Linked DNA regions of Sus scrofa: region 1 is linked to region 2. The links are chromatin contacts, called in public HiChIP or PLAC-seq maps. All regions are on one chromosome and are shown on one strand. The core of a region is the stretch at or near the end of the contact, and the rest is flanking DNA. Distances in the headings are between cores, read along the strand shown. Region 1 holds the start of SALL3 (sal-like protein 3). Region 2 overlaps ATP9B (probable phospholipid-transporting ATPase IIB).

The links. HiChIP or PLAC-seq counts read pairs in DNA pulled down with a chosen protein or histone mark.
Region 1: an H3K27ac HiChIP or PLAC-seq map of alveolar macrophages shows a contact between it and region 2. The contact joins the promoter of SALL3 here to the enhancer-like site in region 2. A contact is called at or near these places in 3 of 5 promoter capture datasets (fetal liver and liver), 35 of 47 Hi-C or Micro-C datasets (adipocytes, adipose tissue, alveolar macrophages and 19 more) and 1 of 2 datasets of contacts at active chromatin or transcription factors (alveolar macrophages).

What each region holds. Positions count from the first base shown.
Region 1 is chr1:146,270,496-146,275,074 of Sscrofa11.1, reverse strand. It overlaps SALL3 (sal-like protein 3), which reads left to right and starts at 1,297. Exons shown (of 4, transcript XM_021099018.1): 1 at 1,297-1,449. The coding sequence starts at 1,368.
Region 2 is chr1:146,219,201-146,223,858 of Sscrofa11.1, reverse strand. ATP9B (probable phospholipid-transporting ATPase IIB) reads left to right here. Exons shown (of 30, transcript XM_013985712.2): 1 at 1-2,359. The coding sequence starts at 2,241. Among named protein-coding and RNA genes, the nearest start is that of ATP9B, 7.3 kb to the left of the region's middle. Within about 2 kb of position 2,493, at least 81 of the 83 cell types and tissues checked have an H3K27ac peak or open chromatin away from gene starts, as enhancers often do. A contact at or near this core is called in adipose tissue, alveolar macrophages, differentiating spermatogonia and 12 more, where this site is marked.

The sequences.
Region 1 (4,579 bases), core at 48-2,547, 52 kb before region 2:
GCTGCTGCTGGGGGTGCGCGCGCGGGGGCGAGGGCGCGTGCCTGACAACCCGCGAGGGTTGGGTGCATTGCCGGGAGCGCGCAGCGCCAGGCGCCTGGGGATGCGGGGCCGGTCCAAACGTCTCGACCCCTCACCTGCCCCCCCTCACATCACCCCCGAAAAGTCCTAGAACGCAGCGGGCCGCACGCAGGACTTTTATGGACTTGGAACTTTCAGTCTAGAGGCCTCGGGCCCCCCTCTGCGCCTGCCCACTCCACGAGCGACGCGGACCTGCATCCAACGGGGAAGGGAATTGGGGGGGGGACACTGGGGCCCCGTCGTCCCCTCCCTTCCCCTGGATTTAAGAAGCCGCTGGTAGGGGGGAGGCACGGCGGGCGCGCGAAGGGCCGAGGCGGCCCCGGTGGCGGCGGCGGCGGGAGGGGCGGGCGCTCCGGCGTCGGAGGGGCCCGGGGGGGCGGGGAGACAGGGGGGTGAGCGGAGGGGAGGGGGAACAGGGGAGGGGAGGAGCCGCGCGGCCCGCGCCGCTTCCGAACCGGAAAGTTGGTCTTGCCGAAGTCCCGCCACCCCGGCGTGCGCACTCCTCTCCGCTCCGGCCTCGAGCCTCCGAGCTGGGCCGGCCGCCGGGGGAGCCCGCGGAGGGGACACGAGCCGTGAGAGAAGGTCCGGCGAGAGGGGACACCTGAGCCTGAGCGGGGCCGGCGCGCCGAGAACCGCTGCAGAGGGGCGAGGGCGGCCGGCCGGCCCTCGGCACCCGGAGCACAGGCGGCTCGGCGCCTGAGCGGCCCGGCGAGACAAAGGCGCCGGCCTGAGCCCTGCCCGCGGCCGCCCGCTCCGGGAGGGGCGCCGAGCGGCGGCGGGGGGGGAGCGGCGCGGGGCGCGGGCGGCGGCGCAGACACTTATAAAGGCGCGAGCCCGGCGCGCCGGCGGAGAGGCGCCGCACGGACGCCGCCAAAGTTTGCTGCCTGTGCCCGGGGCTGGGTGGCCACCGCGGCCCGCGCCGCTCCCGGCCCGCCCGGCCGCACCGGGCACGGGAGAGCGCAGAGCCCGCGATGTGAAGCGGCGCCGGCCGCGCGCCCCGGTCCCGCAGGCGCCGGCCCCTCCTCGCCGCGCGGCCGCTAATTGCGAGCGCGGCCTCATTTGCATAGGCCGCCCGAGTCCGCTGGAGGCCGGCCAATCGGCGCGGCCCTCGGCTAATGGCCATGCATTATTCACCAGCCTAATTGCTCAGCCCCATGCGCGGCCCGCGCAGCCGCCGCCGCCGCCGCCCGCGCCCCGCGCCCCGCGCCCGCCCGGCCGCCCCGCACGGTCCCCGCCGGCCGCCCCGCTGATGCCGCTGCCCCGCGCGGGGCCGGCGCGCCGCTAGCAGCATGTCTCGGCGCAAGCAGGCCAAGCCCCAGCACCTCAAGTCGGACGAGGAGCTGCCGCCGCCGGACGGGGCTCCCGAGCACGGTGAGGGGCCGCGGACCGCGGGGTGGCCGGGGATCTGGGGGAAGTGCGCGCGGGGCGGGCGCCGCGGACGGAGAAAGTTCCCGGCTCCCGCGAGCCAGTGTCTGCCGGGAGGCGCTCAGCCTGGGCACCCGGTCCTCCGCTGGAGCGCGCGGCGCGGGAGTTGCGGGCGAAGTAAACTTGACTCCGCTGCCTGGAGTTGAGCTGCGCGCCAAGGCGCCACGGCTCGGGGACCGCTCGGAGCCCGCGCTGACCGGTGGAGGCCGGCGCGCGGAGCTGGGCGGGGGGCGGGAGGGGTCCGCTCCGCCGCCTCCGCGCCGACCCCTAGGCTCCCAGCGCCTGGTCTCTGGGGTCGGCCTCGGCTACTGCGGCGCCCCCCAGGCAGGCGCGGCGTTGGGGATGCATACGGGGCTCACCTACCGCTGGACGCGGGCCGGGGAGGCCGCTGCCCGGGCAGCTTTGTTCGGCGCCCCCGGCGCTGAGCGCTAGGAACGAGTCCGCCGCCCTGACCCCAACTGCCCCCCACCCCCACCCCGGCCGGCCAGCGGCGCCTCGTGTGTCCCGAGGGCCGCAAAGCTGGGGAGGTCCGGGCGCGCTGACAAACCAATGATCCCATTCCGAAGCGAGTAGGAAGTCGCTGTCGCCTGGCCTTTCCTAATGGCCGCCTTGGGAATTAACCCTGGGGTAAGCTGCGCTGCAACGTTGCGGGGGGGTGGGGGATGTCCTCGCACGCGGCAGGACCCCAGCACGTTTCTGATGCCTCTTGCTTTTCCGGGGCCTTTCCTGTTCTTTTGGATGCGCCGCAGACACCCTTGCCTCCGGTCGGCTGGTAGGAACTTCCTCCCCATCCAGAAAGGAAGGTAGGCGCTGCAGAAGTTAGAGCCTGGCGAGGAGCCGGCGGCCGCGGCTGCGCCCCATCCCTGCAAAGTTTAGGGCCCCGGCCTCCCGCGCCCCCGCGAGTCCACGGGGTGCGGGAGGGGCTGCCGCTGGCGACCCTCGGCTGCACCGGAGCCTGGGCATCAAGTAGTTTGGTCCTTTAAAAATAGGCCACCCAACTTTTTTGATTGACCTATTGTAAGTGGCTTAGAGCAAAAACGCATCTTTTTGCTTTGAGAATTACACTGCCAAAAAAATGAAAGGAGTTGAAGAGTTTTCCTGAGACTTGTAAAGTTTGAAAAAGCAGGTCTAGGTCCACGTCGGAGTGGAGAAAGGGTGGAAATCCTTCTTACGCGGTTGGGAATTAATGAATTAAATAAAATTAGTGAACTCGGTCTTTTTGTCGCGGCGGAGGTAAGGCAGCCTTATCTGGGTAGCCTGGTCACCCAAGATTAGAACGGGAGATATGCTAAAAAGAAACGCTTGCATATGGTGGGTAGATTAAGGACAAAGAATCTTTTTGTCATGGAAATGGATTTTTTTTTGTTTTGTTTACTTCATCACATAGAATTTCTCACACTTGGTTTGTTTTGTATTGCCCTCAATGACTACATGATCAAATGAATGGATTTATTTCTGCCGAATGAGAAAGACAGTCTTTCCTTCAAAAGAACTACATTGCATCCCAGTGAGGAATTTTAAAGCTTTATTATTGTGGCTCCTGAATAGCTTAAAATCGGCTTTCACAGCCGCCCCAAAATGCAACAATGTAAATACTTCTCAGCTTTGTAGGGTCGTTATCAAAATGTGCAATGTCTCCTTTTATTAAAGCATATTTTAATTAATAGAGTAAAACCCCTTGTATTTAACAATTAACAAGCTGAGGCACTGCTATTCATTTTTAATTTCACTTCAGAAATGTGAGCTCGGTGAAGCCTCGTAGTGTAAGCATGGGGGGGATATAGAGCTCATATTTGAAAACCTAAGATGGAGTAAATTATTCACAAGTTCTCTTTTGAATTCCCCTTGTTACTGAATTTATTTGGAGGTGAAACATATTCAGGTTTGTGTGTGTGTGTTTTGTTTGTTTTGTTTTGTTGTTATTGTTGTTTTTTTTAACCCACCGTGGGATTAAAGTTTTTGTCCAGGCTGTTTTTCACAACCATCCAGAGTTGTAATCAAGACATTGCCACAGTTCCTGATCATATTTTGCAACAGGCCAAAAATAGCCTGTCTGGGGCTGAGCCTTAGTCCAGTAGTTGTGTTCCCGCGATTGTTTTAAGGATAGTTCTGGCAAACTATTTAAAAAATAGTTCTGATTTAATTATTCTGAAGCTGATTGTTCATGGAGCATAAAAGATACTCTGTTCTCTGTTCACTTAAGGAATGCTCATGTATATATTACTCTGTCCTCCTGATCATCATTAGAAGGATAACTAAATAAAATGTTTTTTTATTAAAGAAAAATGGTTGTGAAAACTAAATTAACTCCAGCATGAATCAGATACTCTCAAAATTATATTTGATTAAATGCAATGGAGATAAACAGACCACGGGGAAGTTATAAGTGAGCTAAGTTCATTTGCAGTATTTTACAAATGGAGTAAATAATTCCTTTGTATCACTTTGGGTGTTACACATTAATTAAAGGAGTAGATGCAATAAAATGGAAAGCTCTTGGTAATGCTACTAAAAAGAAATTTTCTCTGCAAAATTTTTAGTATAATGGGGGGGCAGAGATGCGCAATCACATTAACTTACAGTAGAAAGAACTTAATTTCTTAAAAAAGAAATACAACTATTAATTTCTAGTGTTGAGTTTTTAGGCAAGCAGTGAAAAGATAGCTATCCAAAAAAGCTTCAGTGCTCTGCAGACCTTATTGCAGGAATGAAATATGATGGTGTATGTAGAATGAGAAAAAGTAATAGTGATTTACGTTAAGTTCTAAAGTTATCTTGTTGTAAACATTTCTTTTAAGGATGACTGAAACTGTGCTCACATTCCCAATAGGTACTATCTTTTAAAATTGCAAAGGATTTCATTCCTGTTTCTGAAAAGTTAGAAGTAAATGGGATGCAGCCTTAGGATTCAGTTAATTAAATGTAGGCCACCAATCATGAAATCCTTTGAGCCAGCTGAATATTTTTGTTCGAAGAAAAATTAATTAAAACTTCGAATGACAGACCAGCCCTTCCGCTCCTACTTAGAGCTGTAAAAGGTGTATTATTGCTATCCTTTATCAGATGAAATACGACT
Region 2 (4,658 bases), core at 1,244-3,743:
TGTGAGGGCTCCGCCTGCTGGCTTCTGGGTCTGGGAATAGGTGATGGGGGTGTGGACCAAGGGCTTGGGTGAGGCTGTCCTATTCAGGGTAGGAAGCTAAACAAACCCAGTGACAACCTACCAACCAACCAACCAAATCCTGTTACTGACTGCTGCCTGAAGTTTTCTTGCAGGCTGGAAGCCTAGATGTAGGATGACAAAGACCCAAACTGAAGACCAAGAATTAATCCAGCTGCCTCCAGATTCCAGGCCTGGCACACTACCCCATACTACAGCCTTGAGATGCCATGTGGGCTTGGGTTCTTGGCAGAGGATGGAAGCAGCAGCAACAACGCTAAACAGGGAGTGAGGACAGAAAGAGTCACTTAAAATGTGCCTGCAAACGAATTCCAAGACATGTGAAGAAATCTAATGCTAAGAAAGACAGTTAACACAGCAACGAGTAAAATATTTTTCACTCCAGATAATCAAAGGTATGAAACAAAACAGGTAGGCAGAAATGAAATAAAAATAAATGGATAAAAGAAAGAATGGATGAGAAATCTTTGAAATAAGTAGTGTGGTCACTGAAATAAACAACCCAAACTGTCAAAGACAAAAGTAAGTCTGAGACAAAATTAATGAAGACTGTTACAACTTTGTAGCCAGGGATCCATCTGCTGCCACTCCTTTCAGCAAGTGATCAAGGGTGTTAGAAAGGACAGCATTTCTGAGAGTAAAAGGAGGAGACACTGAGTGTCCATCAAGATGGTTTTGGGGGTGGGGGAGATGTCCTGCAGGGTCTTCAGGTAATTTTGACGGCCCTCCTTTGGCTGATTGGGCAAGTGAGCAGTATGGGGCCATTTCAAAAGAGGAGTGCTGTCGGGTATTCTGTGTTCTGCAGAACTGGGGGCTGCTGGGGCACTTCTGGAGCCAGCATCCTCCTGAGAAGTGACTGGACCGCGGGGGGTGGGGAGGGCAGCAGCCTCTCAAGACTGACCACACCTCCTTGCCGGTTCCCAGGCAGCTGTTACCAAAATGCCCACCTCCTGGGAGTGGGCAGAGCGAAGACTTCACTGCTGCACCCTGAGCATTTTGGATCTTGGAAAATAAAACCTATTCACTTAATACATGGTTTGGAAGTATGACCACGTATTTGGCCAGGAGGAAAACCTCAAATTTAAAAAGCTGAGGTTCAGACCAGATTCCTAAACTATAAATTAATAACAAACGTAAATATAACCTAATAACTTAATTGCAAAATTCAGGACTCTGAGGACGTAAACTGTTAGACCATTCATTGCAAGCAATTTATGGGAATAATGAAATCTTAGGAAATAATACATACAGGGAATTTTTTTTCAAGTATTCCTATACTTGATTCTCCAGGGTAAGGTTAGAGGCTTCAGGGAAAGCGGGGGCCACCAGTAGAAAGGCACTCGTGCGGCGCTAAGAGAGGCTGCGCAGCTACAGAACACGCACCACCAGAGTACCGCGGTCGGGGCTTTCTCAGGCAGTTCCTGGCTGGGAGCCGCAGGGAAGACGGGGGAGGGAGGCTAGCTTCAGCCTATCGAGCGAAGAGATCGGAATTCCAGAGTTTCCTCAAACACAACCTTCCCACCGACACGTGCTGGACACTCCAGACCTTCACGCTACTATGGAAACAGGAACTAGTCACCAGTCTTTATTTACCCGAGGGGGACCTGCAGGGACCGGGTGCGCACGGGCGCCACTGGACCAAGCAGGGAGGTGGGGTCGGGTCGGCCCGGCAGGACGCCGAGATTACGCACTGCGCTGAGGTGGGCCATGCTCCCGTGAGCTGGGGTCCCGGGCGTGCGCGGCAAGGCGCTCGGTGGCCTCGATCCGGTGTCAGGGAGGAACTCCGGCCAGGGACGAACCCAACCTGCGCGACCTCCCAAGCTCCAGAGTTGCTCAGCAGCCCCACCCAGCTCCGCTTTGGAATGGTCAGCCCGCCGCGCATGCGCGCACGCGCCCTGCACAGCGCGCTCGCCGCGCGGTGATGTCATCGGTCGCCGCCACGCAGAGGTGGGGCCTCGGAACCTTTGCCACACTTCTCTCACCTTCGCCGGCGTTGTCGTCATCGGGCCCGGACGCGTGGTGACGCCATCAAGCCCCGACGCATGGTGGAGGGGCAGGGCGCGCGGGCTGTGCCTCAGCCGGGTTGAAGCTGAGGGGAGAGGGAGGGGAAAGGCTGCGAACCGAGGGGGATCTGGGAGGGGCGGAAAGGTGGCGGCCAGAATATGGCGGACCAGATCCCTCTGTACCCGGTGCGCAGCGCAGCGGCGGCGGCGGCCTACCGCAAACGCGCGGCCTACTTCAGCGCAGCGGGGCCCGGGCCGGGGGCCGAGCGGCCCAGCAGGTAACGACCGGGCTGTCCCTCCTCCCGCCTCGGCGCCCCTCCCCGGCCCGGGTGGGGTGTGCCCAGGTGGGGTGTGCTCAGATGGGCCGCCCCCGGAACCCCGCCGGCGCGCCTGAGCTCGGGGAGGCCATTCAGTCTCCGAGAGGGGCCCAGGCGCTGCCCCGACACGGATGCCCTGGCCGCCGTACTCAGCGGAGAGAGGGAACAGCCTCGGGTCCCTCAGTAACACAGGCACCGCTGGGCATTCCCGCGGCTCGGATCACGCAGTTGTGTCTCTGAAACTTACTGTGTCACCATGGAAATTTGAAGCTGGAAGATACAACTTCCAAGTTAGCGTTAGAAATGCAAACCTTGTAGGGAATCACTTCCCCAAATGTAAAGAGCGAGTGAAGACATTTCAGTTTGTTTACTAGGTACACTTTTTACTTAAACGTATATGTACCAAGTACTTTTTGTGGACAAGAATTTTTGCTTTTAAGAATGGGAAACAGAGGTTCAGAAAGATTAAACTCTTTAATGTGACCATAGTTGGTTAAGCAATGGAATTTAAAAGTGCACACCTTTAGTTTCAAATGCAAGTCTCATACCCTAGTTGGTTTTAGCTCTAATTTCTCACCCAAAGGGAAGAATACTACACGTGTAAGTGATAAGAGAGTTACAAAAAGAAAACTTATAAAAAGGAGAAATAATGCCTTTTTTAGTAGTTAAAATTTTTTTCCTGAGGGATTAAAGAAGCAGTCAACCTTTAGTACATAAAGAAGGGTATATAGATTTCAATATGTAGTTGCTTCAGGATTCAAGTTTTAGAATAATTTCTGGCTTGGGCTATCTGAGAGGCTGTAACATATAGTAAAAGGAGTACATCTTAATAAAGTTACAGAGTTTAATTGAATCTTAGTTCATTTACATACTAGCTGTTTGATCTTAGGTAACTTAAACTATGAGCCCTAATGATCTTAGGTAACTTAAACTATGAGCCCTAATTTCCTCTGCTGTAAAATGGGGGAGAATAGTTTTTCTTATAGGATTGTTTGAAGATTACAGGAGAAGTTAATAGGTGTTCGTTTGTAGTGTTTGGCCAAAAGTGGATTCTCCAGAAATCTTTCTTCCTTGACATTACCTATATAAGAGTAATTGCATTAGTAATATTCTCAGGTGGGTGATTTTAGGAGATATTATTTGAAAATATGCCACCTGTTTCACAATAGGTTTTCATCAAAGCTCGCATCTATTTTTGCTTCATGTATTTTAAGGCTCAGTCATTTGGTATATATATATACATTTAGGATCCCTATGACTTCAATATGGCTTGTGTCTCTTTGGGTCTCTGGTAATTTTCTTGACTCTGGAGTCTAGTAGACTAATTTATCCGCTCTAGCTTTTTGTGGACTGTTTGCATTGTGTTAGCTTTCAACCTATGCAATCTATCTTTCAGCCTTTCTATGTTGTTGAATTTGTAGTGAGTTTCTGTTGGATCATGTTTTTCCATTATTCGGTCTGTCAATCTCTATCCTTTGGTTTACATGTTACATTTAAAGTAATTATTGATACATCAGAGCTTAAGAGTGCCATTAGTGTTTAAGTGTGAGAATCATCTGATTCTCATTCCTATTTCTCTTGCCTTCTTTTTCCATGAATGCTTTTTTGATATCTCTAAAGTATTTTTTAGTGTGAGTCTTTTCTGTGGTTTTTGCTTTGGGTATTACAGTATACATATGGACTTATCACCATAGTGACAATACACCATAGTGTATTGTTAGTATTTTACTATGTGGACTGAAATGTGTAAATCTATTCATTTTGATTACTTTATCTGCCTTCTCTCCCCTGCAATTTAAATGTCATGTGCTGAGTATTAGATAGTGTTATACTTTTTGTTTAAATAATCAAATAGGGTTTATAAAACTCATGATGATAAAGATAATTTATTATATGTACTGATATTTTTGATCTTTCTGTTCTTCCTTCTTGATGTTCCAGGATTCTCTTTTTTGTTTTGTTTTGTTTCCTTTCTATTTCAAGACCTTCCTATAGCCAATTTTGAGCCAATTTCATTTTAGAAATGTGTTTATTTCTCATTTATTCCTCAAGGATAGTTTTATTGCATACAGAATTCCTGGTTGTCACTTCTTTTCTTACTGATTGAAAACTCTTGTTCCACTTTCCTCCCAGCCTTCAGAGTTTTTGATAGGCAGTCTGTTGTTCAAATTGGTGTTCTTTTATGTCTCATTTCTTTCTGGCTGCTTTAAAGTTTTTTCTTTGTCTTTATTTTTCAGAAGTTTTAATTATGATGTATCTT